Regions from separate parts of the Zea mays genome. Here region 1 is linked to region 2. The links are chromatin contacts, called in public Hi-C maps. All regions are on one chromosome and are shown on one strand. Each heading gives the region's core, a stretch centred on a gene start, on an enhancer-like site or on the middle of the called end of the contact. The rest is flanking DNA. Distances are from core to core; before and after follow the strand shown.

Region 1 (7,171 bases), core at 3,559-6,058, 140 kb after region 2:
CTCTTTAACAGTTTCTTCTAAATGATTTGCCCATTGGTCGCTAAGTTCTTGCCTCGTTTCTTCAAGTATGCATTCCTCTTTAGCTCTGGCTAGTTGTTTTCGAAGATCTTCAATTTCACGCTTCTGAGCCTCGGCTTGACCTCTAAAAGTAGCTTCGTCTTCTTTTATTTTATTTATCAAGGAATACAATATCTTATCTTTTTTGAGACCTTCGTTCCGTAGTTCAATAACTTCGGAACGAAGGTTGCTCAGGGCCATAACACACCCTTCATCTTCGGCATCTTTTTGGGCCCTGAGGGCATTGCTAAGTATAAGGCCCTGCAAACAAAAATGAATGTGTGTCAATAAGTTTGAGCAAATGAAAGATTTTGGTTTCGAGAAAAAACACAAAGGCCTCATTTTTTGTACCTTTAAGCTATTATACGCCAAGCTGTCGGGCAGCTCGTTTTTCGACAGCACTGAGAGCCCGTCTTCTAGTGTTGGGAATCCGAAGCTCTTGCTCATCTCCCGACAGACAGAAATCTCCTTGCTGTCAGGGAGACAATACAAGAAGTCTTCTTCTCCACTGCCGTTGAATATCAACGCCCCCTTAGGATATTTCAGTTTTTGGGCGTAAAACTGGGCCTCTTGTTTTTCCTTTTCAGACAGCTTTTTCCCCGAAGCATGTCGAAGAATATAGTCAGGGACTGTGGGGGATGCTTCGGGGGCAACAGCACTGATTTCTTCAATAGGAATTGGCTCTGATATTTTTTCTTCCTTCATGGGCTTTGAAGGCCCAGCTTCAGTCTCAGCCTGTTGCTTTGGAGCTTCAGCATCGAAGACTTCAGTTTCTGCTTCGGATGTTTCAACAGTCTTCTTCGGAGGTGTGCTTGAGGATTTAATTGTTTCCAGAACATCTAGCACATTGACCATTCTCTTTCTTTTCGGAGTCACCGCAGGCACCTTTTGATTTTTTATTGTCTCAACATTTGCTGAAGGACTTAAAACTTCTGATATTTTTGATCCCTCAACTGGTCCTTTTACTTCTTCCATTTTTTCTGTCGATGGCGCTTCGGCCATCTTTTTGGTTTCTGGTAACAAAATCTTTGGTTCTTCCAATTCTATTCTTGTTGGCGCTTTGGCCATATCTGCGACTTCTGGTAGCAAGGTTGGCTTGGTTGGCTTTGCAGCTTCGGTGGCTGAAGAGGTCTCTCCGGTGAACTCAGGCACCGGAGCTGGTTCAATATAGCGTGGCCGATGTGTGAGGACATTTATCTTTTTTCTTTCCGGTGCTGGTTCACTAGGAGCAGCTGCAGTTTCTTCTTTTGCAGAGGTTGTGTTTTTTCTTTTTTGCCCTCGGATGGGATATCGATAGTCAGGGTAGACGAACCCGATTGCGTCAAACACTCGGTTCAGTCTTTTCTTTTTTCGGCCTCCGAAGGCTGCTGACAGTGCAGTATCTTCGGCCTTCGAGTAAGCCCCAAGTAGTTCATCACTTAAATTTTCAATGCTTTTTAGCCAGTCATCATCTGGCTCAATGAATTTATCTCCGAACTTGAAAGTATACTTCAGCCTGATAAGTCCACCTTCGTCAGCCTCTTTTATGGTCTCTTGTGGCATTTCCCATTTTTCCGCGAGCGGCCATACTCTGAAGGCAATATGCTCTTGGACCAAATCTCTTGTTCCAATAAAAGAACAAATAACTCCGAAGGCTCTCTGGCATTCTTCGGCGGCTTCATTCATCTCAACCTTCGGCCTTCGCAGGCCGAAACTTTGCCAAATAGGGCGCATAATTATACCTTTAATGTCTTCCCGTGCTTTCAGGTCATTCTTCACATAAAACCATTCTGTCGTCCAGTCGCCGGGCCATCTCTTCCGAAACGTTGGCACGGGGCAGCTTGACCCAGACCGAGAAACGAAACTGTAGCAGCCAAAATTATTGTGATACTGTTCCTTACCCCAGGGTTTTGTCTCGTATGATAATTCGTGTATGTTGCAGAAACTTTTCGCATCAGGTTCCAGACCCTGGCTTCTCGCGGCCCACACGAAGATATTTAGCCTTATAATTGCTTCGGGGGTAAGTTGATGAAGATAGACTTCAAATATTTTCAGCACTTCTACGACAAAGCTGCTCAGGGGAAATCGTAGTCCAGCTTTCAAAAAGCTTCGGAACACTACAACTTCACTTTCCTCAGGGGTCGGACAAGTTTTTTCTCCTTCGTCAGCCCTCACAACGGATAAATCCCGGAAGTACCTTCCCCTCATGTTGACAAGATGATTTTCTTTGATACCTGACTTGCCAAAAACTGAATGGCTTGGTCGCCAGGGGCGATCTTCGGAGTCTTCACCACCACTATCCACATCATAACTGTCGCTGTCATCAGTATCTTCAGACAAACCTTCTAAAATTTCTTTGGTGATTTTTTCTGTATTGGTCTTCGACATTGCTATAAGAAACCCCAGATTCTTCTCTTCATCGAGACTCAGCTTCATCTCAGCAGCAGCCTTCTTATCTTCAGACATCTTCGGAGACACTAAAAAACTGTTTTCAGCTCCGAAGCTTAAAAACTTAAAAAGCTAAGCAAATCTTGGTACGCAAGAGCTAAAAATTGAGTGAGCGAGAACAGCTGGCAAGAGAGCGTGCCAAATGAGCTCGCAGTATGCTCTTATTTATACGCCCAGTGCGTGAAAGATTGAAAGCCCCCGCCTGTCAGTGAATGTTGCTATTCTAGCAAAGGGAAGGTGTTTTTGCGGACCTTCGGCTTAAAGCCTTCGTCCATGTCGCAATCTGAATTTATCGATTTAACAAATTAACATTGCGAGGGGCTACTGTTGGGGGCCTTCGGCTCCGAAGGTCCTCAAAAACAGGATTTAACAGCGTTTCTGGAGTATAATGTGTGAACAGGTATCTTTGGACCCGAATCGGTACCACAGTGGGAGAAGCTCAAAGAATACGAAGGTTGATACAGCGTCGAAGGAGTGAGCAGGAAAGCTTCGGCGTGACTGCAGAAAAGGAAACCGACTTAAAGATGAAAAGGCTATTTAAACCTCGGTGGATTACTATAGAACTACTACCAAATGTAAAGGGCATGGATGTAATTTTATATGGGTTGTGTTCCATGCCTATAAATAGGTGAACAGTACCCCCGTACTGTTCACGCTGACTTGGCATTTGCTTTTTGTGTCACGCTTGTACTTTTACTTCCTTCCAAACTGAAGGTACATCTGTAACTTGATGTCGTTTTTATTCTTTAATAATAATAATACAGAAATGAATTGATAACAACATATAATTGTCTACATTTCACTTCATATTCCATATTTCATATGCTTCTTCTTTTATTTAACATATACTGCGATGATGAAGGTATGTCTTTCATGGCCTTCGTCTGAAGATCATTATATCCTAAGGGAAATAATGCTTCGAATGACGAAGGGTATTAACATTTAACATCTTGTGTTGCCTTGTTCTTAATTCATAGTATTTGAGAACAAGTCCCCAACATTTGGTTTTGTCCCGTTAACACATGTGAAGATTGATTAAAAAAAGAGTATATATAGGTACATGTGTTCTTTTTTTATGTGATAGTTTCTTCTATGTAAATATTGCATTTTTTAGGACCAAAAAAGATCTTTAGTTAAATGCATGGAGGCCTTATTCGAGTGAAACAATCTTAAATTTATATCATTTTTATTTGGGTATGTAGTTAAATCTTCTATAAAAAAAGACAGTGTACGATTAATTTATATGGCACTTATTGCATCTCATAGCATTTAATATTCTGTTACATATATTTGTTTAAAATCTAGATTGTTTGACTCCGTTACATGCGACAGACAAGATCCATTATTCATGCATGCATGTGCCATTATTAGAAGTGAGGAGGAGAGCTCTGCAGACCGAGCAACTACATAGAGATATCCGCTCAGAGAGGCTCCAAAAATAATCGTTGCGTTTTGAAATCGTTGTCACCAGACAAAGATCCATTCAGAGTCCTAACATAATTGTGTTTCTAAAATATAGATGAAAACGTAATATATTATTGAGAAGTCACACATGTGTACCTCTCGATCAATAGAGGTGTAAAACCATTGTATTTTGAAAGGAGAGAAAGTAGAGACAGAGAGCGAGAGAGAAAAACAGGTAGAGTAAGATGATTCTGTTTCTAAGAATAATTGTGCTTACATTTTATTTTTTTGATTTTAGAACAGATGTTAAGCTATGTAAGTATACGAACGGAGCGGTGCATAAGTGTATACTATGCGGTTGAATCGATGACCTGAGAGAAGGCTGAGACCGACCGTACCGGGCCCTTTCTGACTGTTCCCTCCCCGATGCAGTCAGTCCTGTCCTGCATGCTGCGCGGCGGTTGCACGCAAAAGTGAAAGGCATCCACGCCTATAGTAGTCGCGCGCAGTCCAGCCAGCATTACTGCCTGCCTCCACCAAACGAGATATGCATATGCAGATATGCTGCTGCGATCGATCTGCCAATGCATGCAGAAGCCAACAAGAGGTGGGGTGGGGGTTTCATCAGTCATTCGTTCAGTCGTCAGTCGTCACCCATCCATCCATCCATCAGCTGCATGTATGCATGGGGAAGGGCTGGCACTGGCAGCTCGCTTCACATCGATCGATGGCATCGGTAAAGCTATCGCAGGCTTTGCAGGGTGCTGGTGTTCACAGGAGTACTCCAGTCTGCAAGCCAAAAAGCCACCAATTAATGCACATGCACCGTCGTCGATCAACATGTGGCGGTGCATCCGTGCATGCCATGGACAGGACGCACGCGCACTGCGCCTGCGCGGCATGGCCTGCGCCCTGCGACGATGATCAAATCCAGAGCATTGGTGGGTGGGTTGGGTGTACGCACGGCAGGGTCTCAGAGTGGTCCGTACTCCGTAGAGCTCACTGATGTGCTTTTCGAGGCCGGGCTGACCAGCACGCATGACGCATGTACGCCATTGTGTGCTGTGTAGTAAACCCTCAGCTCCAATCCTAGCTAACTACAGCCGCGCGAGCTCCGAGCTACACTATACGGAGTACTACCGGAGAGATCGCGATCGCTCTGACCGGGCCCCGGCCTGCAAATGTACGGGCACGTGGCATGCATGCATGGATTGTCGCGTAGATCGAGCAGCAGCGATCAATTGTTGATCCGGCAGCGGGTGTCAATTATTGTCACCGCCGGCGTACTCCTTCAATCAATTCGATTCGCAGCTATTACTACTACTCCTACGTGTGTATGGGTGGGGGCGGCTTTGTCAAAAACATCTCGCGCGTGATCGCAGCAGACCACGCACCCCGGACCCCGCCCCAGTACTGGCAGATGCGTCCGTGCATGGAGGGAGGGCCAGGGCAGGTTCGGACCGCACACCGACGACGGAGAGCTAGGCTAGCGGCCTGTGTCGTTGTAGCTAGCTCCCCGTGCTGCCGCATGCGGGCGCGCGTCGCCCCGTTCGTGGGGCAGGTGCGGCGGGCTCCACTGCTCCACCACACCAGCCGCAGCTGGCTGGCCGGCCCTCCCGACACTACACACCAGCGGCGACTGCCCAGGCACGCGCGGCGGGGTCCAACGGGCGGGCGGGCGGGCCGGCCGGTGCGCGCCTTCATGTTGGCGAGGACAAGCTGCGACAAGCGTACGTACGTACGTACGTAAGCGCAGGTGCAGTCGTGCAGAGATGTACGTACGTACGTGCAGTAGCCCTGCCCTGGCTGAAGGCGCGCGCGCGCCATGGACCATGGTGACTGACAACTGAACGCAGCGGCAGGCAGCACCCCTGTGCCGGCCGGGTTGGCGTTTTCTGCGTGGACGTGCTCGCGCAGACCGGTGGCCAGGGCTGTGTGGGTGTGGCCGTGCCGGTAGCCATGCACGGACTGCGCGCGCTATATTCATCAACGTGCTGCTGCGTACGCGCACGGCCTGCTGGTCGCGTGTGGTAATAATTCGGGTGCTGGAATTTGATCGTGACTCTGATGCAAATAAAAGACGCCTTCTGATCCGTCGTCACGTCAGATGGGTGATGATGCTCTGCTCAGCTGTAGTAACGTGGGGGTGGGAGACAAGAGGACACTGTGCTTACCACCGCTGTTTACTTTGCTCGTTCCAACTTCCACTGTCCAAAGTATACAAGGAAATAAATCACCTCTTGACTCTTGTTATTTACTATATATATATATATATATATATATATATATATATATATATATATATATATATATATATATATATATATATATATATATATATATATATATATATATATATATATATATATATATATATATATATCATTCTCTCCCCATTGATATTAAGTATGCCTAACTAAAAACCATGTGATTTAAGTTCTATTCGGAAGCAACCCAATTTTTAAGAATCGGTTTTTATCTTTTTAGCTAGGATAAATCAGTTTCTTAGTTTTTAAGAAACCAAAAATATAATTTATATAAACTATGTCATAAACTGGTATATTCGAATGACCTCAATTTCTATAAACCAGTTTATTAAAAACTAGGTGCTTCTAAACAGAGACTGCAATAAAAAGTCGTTACGACGGGATGGAGGGAGTATACGATAAATGTACTTCTGGTTTTCAAAAACCATATTAAAACAAATACATTTCTTGGTATTCCATTCTTTCTTCTCAAAGTGCAATGATTATATCATCTTTACAAAAGTATACACATAGTTTGTTAATAAGGTGGATCTCTTGACCTCAAATGCACTTATTACATAAAGAGCTCCAAGCAGGTCCTCGCACATGCACGAGCCGGCTCCGTAGGCTGCATGCCATCTATGAGTGGTAACGAGCTCTAAATTTTAGACTACAAAATTTAAGAATCGAATGGTATTTAGATCAGACTTTTTTATTCATTTTTGAACTAAAATTAATTAAAGTCTCAAACGAATCGTGAAGATACATTTGGATCATGATTCATTGCCATCTATAATTCTATATATCCTTAATTATAGCTTGTCGTTAGCTAGCTTTCACAGAACCGAGTGGACTTAGGGCCTGTTTGTTTACCCCCCAGATTATATAATCTGGATTAAATAATCCTAAGAGTCAAACAAACAGTCCAGCTTATTTACCCAGATTATATAATCTAACCCCTTGGATTATGATAATCCATAAGCAAGTGAGGAGGTGCTTATTTCAGATTATTTTTTTCCCACTTCCCCACTACCCTT
Region 2 (6,989 bases), core at 3,859-6,358:
CCTCTCTCGCGGACTCGTCTTTATTTCTAACGCTAACCCGACTTGTAGTTGTGTTTATATTTGTAAATTTCAGTTTCGCCCTATTCACCCCCCCCTCTAGGCGACTATCACACTACTACGCCGCCGTCTTCCACCGCGCCACGGCAGGGGCCGTGCCCCATGCCAACTCGCGTGTGTACGCCGTGTTCGTGGCCTGCTTCGCAATCGTGGGCGCCTGCGCGCGCCGAGAGGAGGAAGAAGGCCTACCTCGCGGGCACCGACCGTGCCGCCGAGGAGTGGAAGAAGAGTTGAGCTGATTGCGTCGGGAACAGAGAGAGGGAACTTCTCTAGGAGAAAAAATCCCAATACGGTGGTCGGTGGAAGCCCAACTGCCCATGTGCGTGAACGTAACCCAGAATTTAGGAAGAAAAAGGAGGGTATAAAAGTAAAAGAATACGGGAGCAAGTTGTGATTTTCCTTTTTTTGTTCCCTTTTCTATATTTATTATTTATATAACATGTTCCCCTTAAATGCATCAAATGGTGTTTGGCCGAGGAAAGAGGTTGTCCATCATTTTCTTACTCCTCATCTTGCTCATCAACCATGGTTGTTCTTTTTTCCTACTTTTTGCGCTCGCGCAATTCGACTACCTCGTCCCACCGATGGGGATGGTCGGATGGACAAATGCAGCGCGAATGGACAAGTGTAGCACGAACAGCGTGGACAGCGACAACGTACACAAGGCAGGCATGGTGATGATCGGGTTGCCCATCAGTGTGTACGCATCGGAGACGTTGGGGTGTGCGGCGGCCATGTCCACAAACGATTGATGAGCAAGATGTTCGGGCGCATTAGGGATTGACCACTGATCAGGTTCGGCACATACACATGCGGCGCGTGCGCCGTGTCGGGCACGCTCAAGTGGGACATGGCCACTGTCATGGAGTACAAGGGCCTACCCCTAGAGCAGACCGTCGACTACTATGTCAGGGGCACGATGCAGAATATCCGAAGACAACTATCATGAATAATTAGCCAATATAAACTATTTACAAACCTTTACTAACGTTTACAAAATAGCATATCCCTATATCATTGTTTTTAGGAAAAAATGGCGTATTAGTATTGACACATCGCGTATCCATAGGAAATCTCGTAATTGATTAATAACATCTTGTTTGACCACAGGTGTAGCTATTAGACAATATATGGGTTTGATATATGAACATGTATGGTGTTTAGTTGCTTCTTCTACTTTGTTCTAATTGATGAATAAAAAATGAATGGGTCTTTCCTCCTTTTCCTCCTGTCGGGAGAGCACATCCATGAAGTGATCCAAAATTAATTACTACTAATGCTTTTATCAGCGGTGTTCGTGTACCGTCGCAACGCACGAGCAACTAACTAGTATCCTATTATTATATGATTAACGCAAGCGTTTAACCAATAGCATCTAACTCTGATGTTAGTTAATTAACAGAGGTGTCTTTTATTTGTGTCCATAAAACTAGTCTCCAACCATCACTAAAATTCTTCATGAACCTCATTCTTTCAACAAAGTTAGAAGCTCTAAAACTTCATACTACTTTTGAGAAGTTTTGTTCCTAGATCTTTAAAGAGGTAAGTTAGAAGGATAGTGTCGAGGAAATGATCCCCGGGCCTCCCGGGACGCACTAAACAATAGAAGGACATGGGAAAGGACAACTCCAGATGGACCCGCTCCCGATAAAATCGAGGCATCGAGCGAAGGGTCGGGCGAGGTGAAGCAGCAAGGGGGGTCGGGCGGATCGAGGGGAAGCCACTCGAGTGGATTTCGCGTCTGACCGGGACTGACCCACTATGCCGCATTAACTGCGCCTGGCACCGAACGAAACAATTTGCCTCCACTTTCCACTCATGACCTACGCGCTTCTAGGATTGCGGCTCACTAAGGACCAACGGATTATCCGGTGTACACCATACCCTTAACAATAGTCGATCTGCGTCCTTATTCAGCCAAGCCGACCGTTCCTAGTCGTTGGTCCCTCAGCACACCAGATAGTCCGGTGACGTATCGGACAGTCAGGTGCAGCCTGGTGACAGTTGCCGAGCTGACGTGGCCAGCGTTGATCGCGCGACCGACCGTTGGCTGAGGCACGTGGCTAGCATACGGTAAAGATGGATAATCTGCTGGAGATAGCCTTACTGATCGTATCCTTCTTGCATGATAACCCAATAAAAATTTACTGGGTTCCACAAAACAACAATATGATTGTTTTATTCTGCTCTATAAAAGAAAACTTTTGCTTGTTTCATATATCTTATCTCATATTCTATTTACTATTCGAATAATTATAAACAACGTCATCTGCATTTCAACTTTACATATTAGATAGTCTAACAAAAGCGGGCAAGATGTTGCGTGACTGACTTGCGTGGCGGCCACCAATGCAGCTGGGCCCTAAATATCGTCACCCGGGAAAGCTCACAAATGGTGGGGCCAGAGGCAGCTCCTGCCAACCCTGCCGGACAGCGCCCCGTTGCGGTCACACACCTCTGCCTTTTCGGTGTGATTATCCGTACCCCGCCACGGTCCCTTTTGAGGTGCACTGGCAGCGCAGAGGCGGAGAGCGAGAGCGACAAGGCATCTGCTGCGGCGGCACAGCAAAGCCACTGCAGATCTCGCCTCTGCGCCTGCCTGTGCCTGCCTGCCTCGCGCACAGTCCCGTCGTCCCACGGATCTTGCTGCCGCTGCCGCTGCGCCCCGCCCATGCATGGACGGACCGGACGCCCCGCCCCCATCCCCTGCTCTGCTCCCTGCCTCTCGCTGTTTTCTGCCTGCCGCTTGTACGTACTACTCTTGCTTTCATTTTTTCCGCGCCTGCACCGCGTGCAGCAGGCCCCAGGATTGTGGGGGGCTCAGCTCCTAGCACTATCACGTTGTGGTCCTGGGCCCCCCTGGCCCCTCTGTTGTGTTCCTTCTGGCACGGTGCATCATGCGGCTGGGTGGCTGCCTGTTTGCTGGGATTTGATGGCTGCACGCACAGGTCCCACCGACCAGTACCTCCTCCTCTCCTACCGCAGCAGGTAGAGGGTGAGCAGAGCCAGAGGACGTAGACGAGGCCACGAGGGGCAGCACTGCAGCAGCCTGCTCTGCTCGGCTGGCGGCTGCAGTGTGCCGGCCGTGCCCCCGTTACAGTGGCCGATGGCCGTAGCCAGTATGGGTATGGATGGCCACTGGCGGCTGGCTGGCGCCGTGCGCATGTACTGTGTGCGCAGCCACGGTGCACGCCGGCATGGAGCGGCGGATCACCATTCACCAAAAAAGGGAGTCCTACCACTGTGCCGTGCGGCAGGGGCACGAAAGCCGGAGAGCGTGAAAAAAAAAATCCATGCATCATATATATTTACTATTCGTCGTACCAATCTACCCTATAGCTACGGGCAACGAGAAGCATGGCCACTGGTGACAAACAGTGAAAGCCGTGGCACGTTGCGTTGGGCAGGGCAACTTGAGCGGAGCCTGAACAGTGAACACAGCCAGGTACGGCGGCCTCGTGGGTGCTGCGCCGCGGCCGTACACGGCTCAACGCTTATTGTTGGCACTGTATCAGTTGAGAAGAACAAATAGAGGATAAAATAAGTGAGAATTCTGCGCAAAAACCATAGACAACGATTCGGCGGCCATAGCATACCATAGTTACCACCAAAATACCTTGTCCACTATTATTAATAATAACTCGATCTGTTGGTGGTAAGTTGCAGTTGTCAACCATAAAAAATAAAAAGAAAAAAAAAGAGCGAGACGAGACCTGCACGCTAGCTACGTACCGGCAACGACGACCGAACGACGAGCAGTGACATCAGTCGACTTCGGGCACCGGCGGCCTATTCGCCCATCCTCATCTACTACTATGTATACGTCGCGGCCAGCCGTGCAAAGAGGGTGGCGCCGGACCGGACGCGTGAGTGACGATCCACCCCGTCGGCGTCGTCTACCGGCCGACGAAGACGCGCGGAACGAATCCTGGCCGATCCAGTTGCCCGGCCCCGGCGGCGTGCCTCACCCTCCGCTTCTCTCGCGTCACGCTCGCTAGCTAGCTGCAGTGTCGCGACGTGGACTGCCAGCCTACCGGCGTACGTACGTACGTGACGGCTCTGCTTTCTATGGCCATACAGATTGAGATATATACAGTGCCGCGCGCGCGGGTGTTTATTTAAGAGTATGTCCAAGAGACTACTAATTTTTAACTCTATATTTGACTATATATTTAATTTTTTTATAAAGATTACACTCTATATGTATCATCTCACTCTAACAAACTATCTATCTAGTTTGGCTAGTCAGTTGGCTAGCCAAATTTGGCTAGTGAGAGAGTCAATTTGAAGAGTCATATAGCTTGGCGAGTTAAATAGCTAATCTGTTAGAGAGTTATTTTGCTATTAGAGAGTTAAATAGCTATCAGATAGTACGGCCACCTCTACGTACTCCTGCAGGTAGACTATAACGCTTTGGTAACCCCATTTTTTCTAAAGAATTTTCATTTTTATAAGGAAATTAGTTCATTTCCACTTGAAAAAATAGAAATTTATTTAAAAAAATTGGAGTTTTCAAACTATCACTTCATTATTTTTTTAACTTGTCACAGTCAGTTCGACGACGTACGTGCGCTTGCAGCCGCCGAGTAATAATAATAGCAGTGGTGCTGATCGAGCTGCCAAGGTTCCACTTCCACGTCGATGCGACGAACACGGACGAAACCGACAAGGGAGGAGCGCGGGATGGAGGCCACACACACGACGTACGGTTCCACGTCGTCCGACGGGGAATGGGATCGGAATCGGATGCTCTCGGACGTGTGAGGGGGAGAGACAGAGACCGAGGGAGCGAGCCTTTTTCCAGCGCCATGTGCGACGGGGACCGGCCGGCTCCGACATGCCGGGCGTGGCTTCCAACGCCGTGCAGCGACCCACGAACCAACAGCTTGGTGCGCGCGGTACGGAGGCGCTGTTCCTCGTCCGGTCTCGTTGGTTGGACTGGACGGAGCAGCTAGCTAGCCGTGCGGCCGTGCCCAAGCAAGCAAGCATAGCACATGGCGGATCACATGCGTGCGCGTTCGGTTAGCAGTTGCGGTGACAGGCACGGCACAGGCGCGCGCGCGGAGGGAGTCCGCGTCACGTCAAAGCTTTAGCTGAACTCGATGCTCTCCACGCCTCTACTGTGAGGTGGTCGTCGAGATCGGCGGTGGTGCCACGCTTGTTCTGCCTGCCTGGAACGCTGGACCTGGGTGGATGGGTCTGATAATTGGCGCGGGGCGCAGAAAGGGACCGGCGAACAAAGGCGTGATGGACACGGTCCATGAGGAAACGCACCGCGTGCGCGTGCCGTCGCTGTACTCGCCTTTGTCCGTGTCTCCTGGCCTGCACTGCACGTCCGGTCCACCTCGTCCGCGCGCGCAGGCGATCGATTGAAAAGTTTTTTTTTTTGCGCGGGTAGCAACAAGAGGTCTCCCTCAAGCGTGGATTACTACTTGCTCTCGTCTGTCCTGAGTGGAGTGCGTGGTGCTTGGTTTTTAGTTTGCAGATGCAAAGGAATTTTCGGGAGTTAGAAAAAAAAAACCCAATACACTCGTGACTACGAATGCTTGGTCATCGATGTTTTACGCTTCGGTATTTAATATATACCATCACTCGTTACTACGAATTTGGCATCACTACTAGTACTAAAACTGTTTTTTTAAAGACCGGTAGCGATTGATAGTCACCTACTTTAGTGTATCGGGTAGCTCGTCTAGTTCAAGCTTCTCATAGCTTGTTTGGTATACCTCGTTTTCTTCGAGTTGTTTTCCATGCGATTACATTAGTGTAGGTACGACACCACGTTATCTAGATCTTGAGATTCAAATTTTTGTGCTTATTGCTACGAAGGCAGAAGCAATCATTTAAATCTAAAATCTTCGCTCGATATCAGCAGGGGATCTTGGATACAGATTTAGGATGGAAAAATAGTGCTGAACTCAAACTAATAAATGTCGATACCTATTACCATAGAAAATGGGGCCACCTCTGTTTTTTTTTTTTTGGTTTGAACTAACCTCCGCTAGTGTTAGAAAAAAATCTTGGATGCTATCTGTCATCAAATGAGTGCACAGGCCTGTTTGGTGCCTTTTAGAACCAAAACTTATATTGTAACGCCTACTTATATTGTTGTTATGGATAATGATACGCTTTGGATTTTTATAACCATCACTACGTCAGTGGTTTATAGAACGTTTTGCGAAAAGGGCACAGATAAGTTATGTAGTACTAGTACGGTCGAATGAGCTCAGTCCGAACCGGTCTTTTGAAGAAGCTGTGTGCATATGCTGCGTGTGCCAATCATTTACGGCCAACCCTTTCCCATTTTCTTTTGGTTTCCTTTTTGCCAAGCAATATCCAGCCAGCTTTTGGTGAGCCCCGGTGGGTCCGCGGCAGGCCTCAGGGCTCCCCTTTGGCGCGGCACAAATTCCCCGAAAGCCACCGCACGGCACGGCACACGCGTGACGCATCTGCATCTCCCGTCGCCGTCTTCCTCCTTCCGTCTGTCTATCACTCTATCCTCGCGACCACGCGACGAGGGAGAATTATTATAAAGTAAAGAAGGAAAAAAAGAATCGCCAGGCGATGGGGCCCACTTAGACCATGCGGAAAGAAAAGAGTGGTAGAGAATCGGAGAGAAGTGGCCCACGTGACAGCATGGCCCCAATTATCAGATCGTCACTGATTGCTATGCTACACGGTGGTGGCCTCGGCGTGGGCGACGACTGGGCGTGAACGGCTGTGGCCCGTGGTGCTGTTGGGTACTGCACATCGCAGTCGCGGCTGTAATAATTTTGTTTTTGCTCGGTAAAGACTAAAGATCGTGCGATCCAAATGCCCGAGCTGGCTGCGGCCCACATGATCCACGCAGCGTCGTGCCTCAGGTAATAGAGGGCGCGGGTGCGGATCCCTAGTTACTCTATAGTAGTGGATGATTATGCAAAACCGACATC

The links. A called contact is a pair of places that touch in the nucleus more often than the background predicts.
Region 1: a Hi-C map of ear shows a contact between it and region 2, with 6 times the contacts expected there. The contact joins two enhancer-like sites. A contact is called at or near these places in 2 of 25 Hi-C or Micro-C datasets (both in ear).

What each region holds. Positions count from the first base shown.
Region 1 is chr2:63,084,368-63,091,538 of Zm-B73-REFERENCE-NAM-5.0, forward strand. No RefSeq gene overlaps it. Among protein-coding and RNA genes, the nearest start is that of LOC118476237, 52 kb to the left of the region's middle. Within about 2 kb of position 4,809, at least 19 of the 20 cell types and tissues checked have an H3K27ac peak or open chromatin away from gene starts, as enhancers often do. A contact at or near this core is called in ear, where this site is marked.
Region 2 is chr2:62,947,328-62,954,316 of Zm-B73-REFERENCE-NAM-5.0, forward strand. It overlaps the pseudogene LOC103648686. Among protein-coding and RNA genes, the nearest start is that of LOC100281271, 40 kb to the left of the region's middle. Within about 2 kb of position 5,109, at least 19 of the 20 cell types and tissues checked have an H3K27ac peak or open chromatin away from gene starts, as enhancers often do. A contact at or near this core is called in ear, where this site is marked.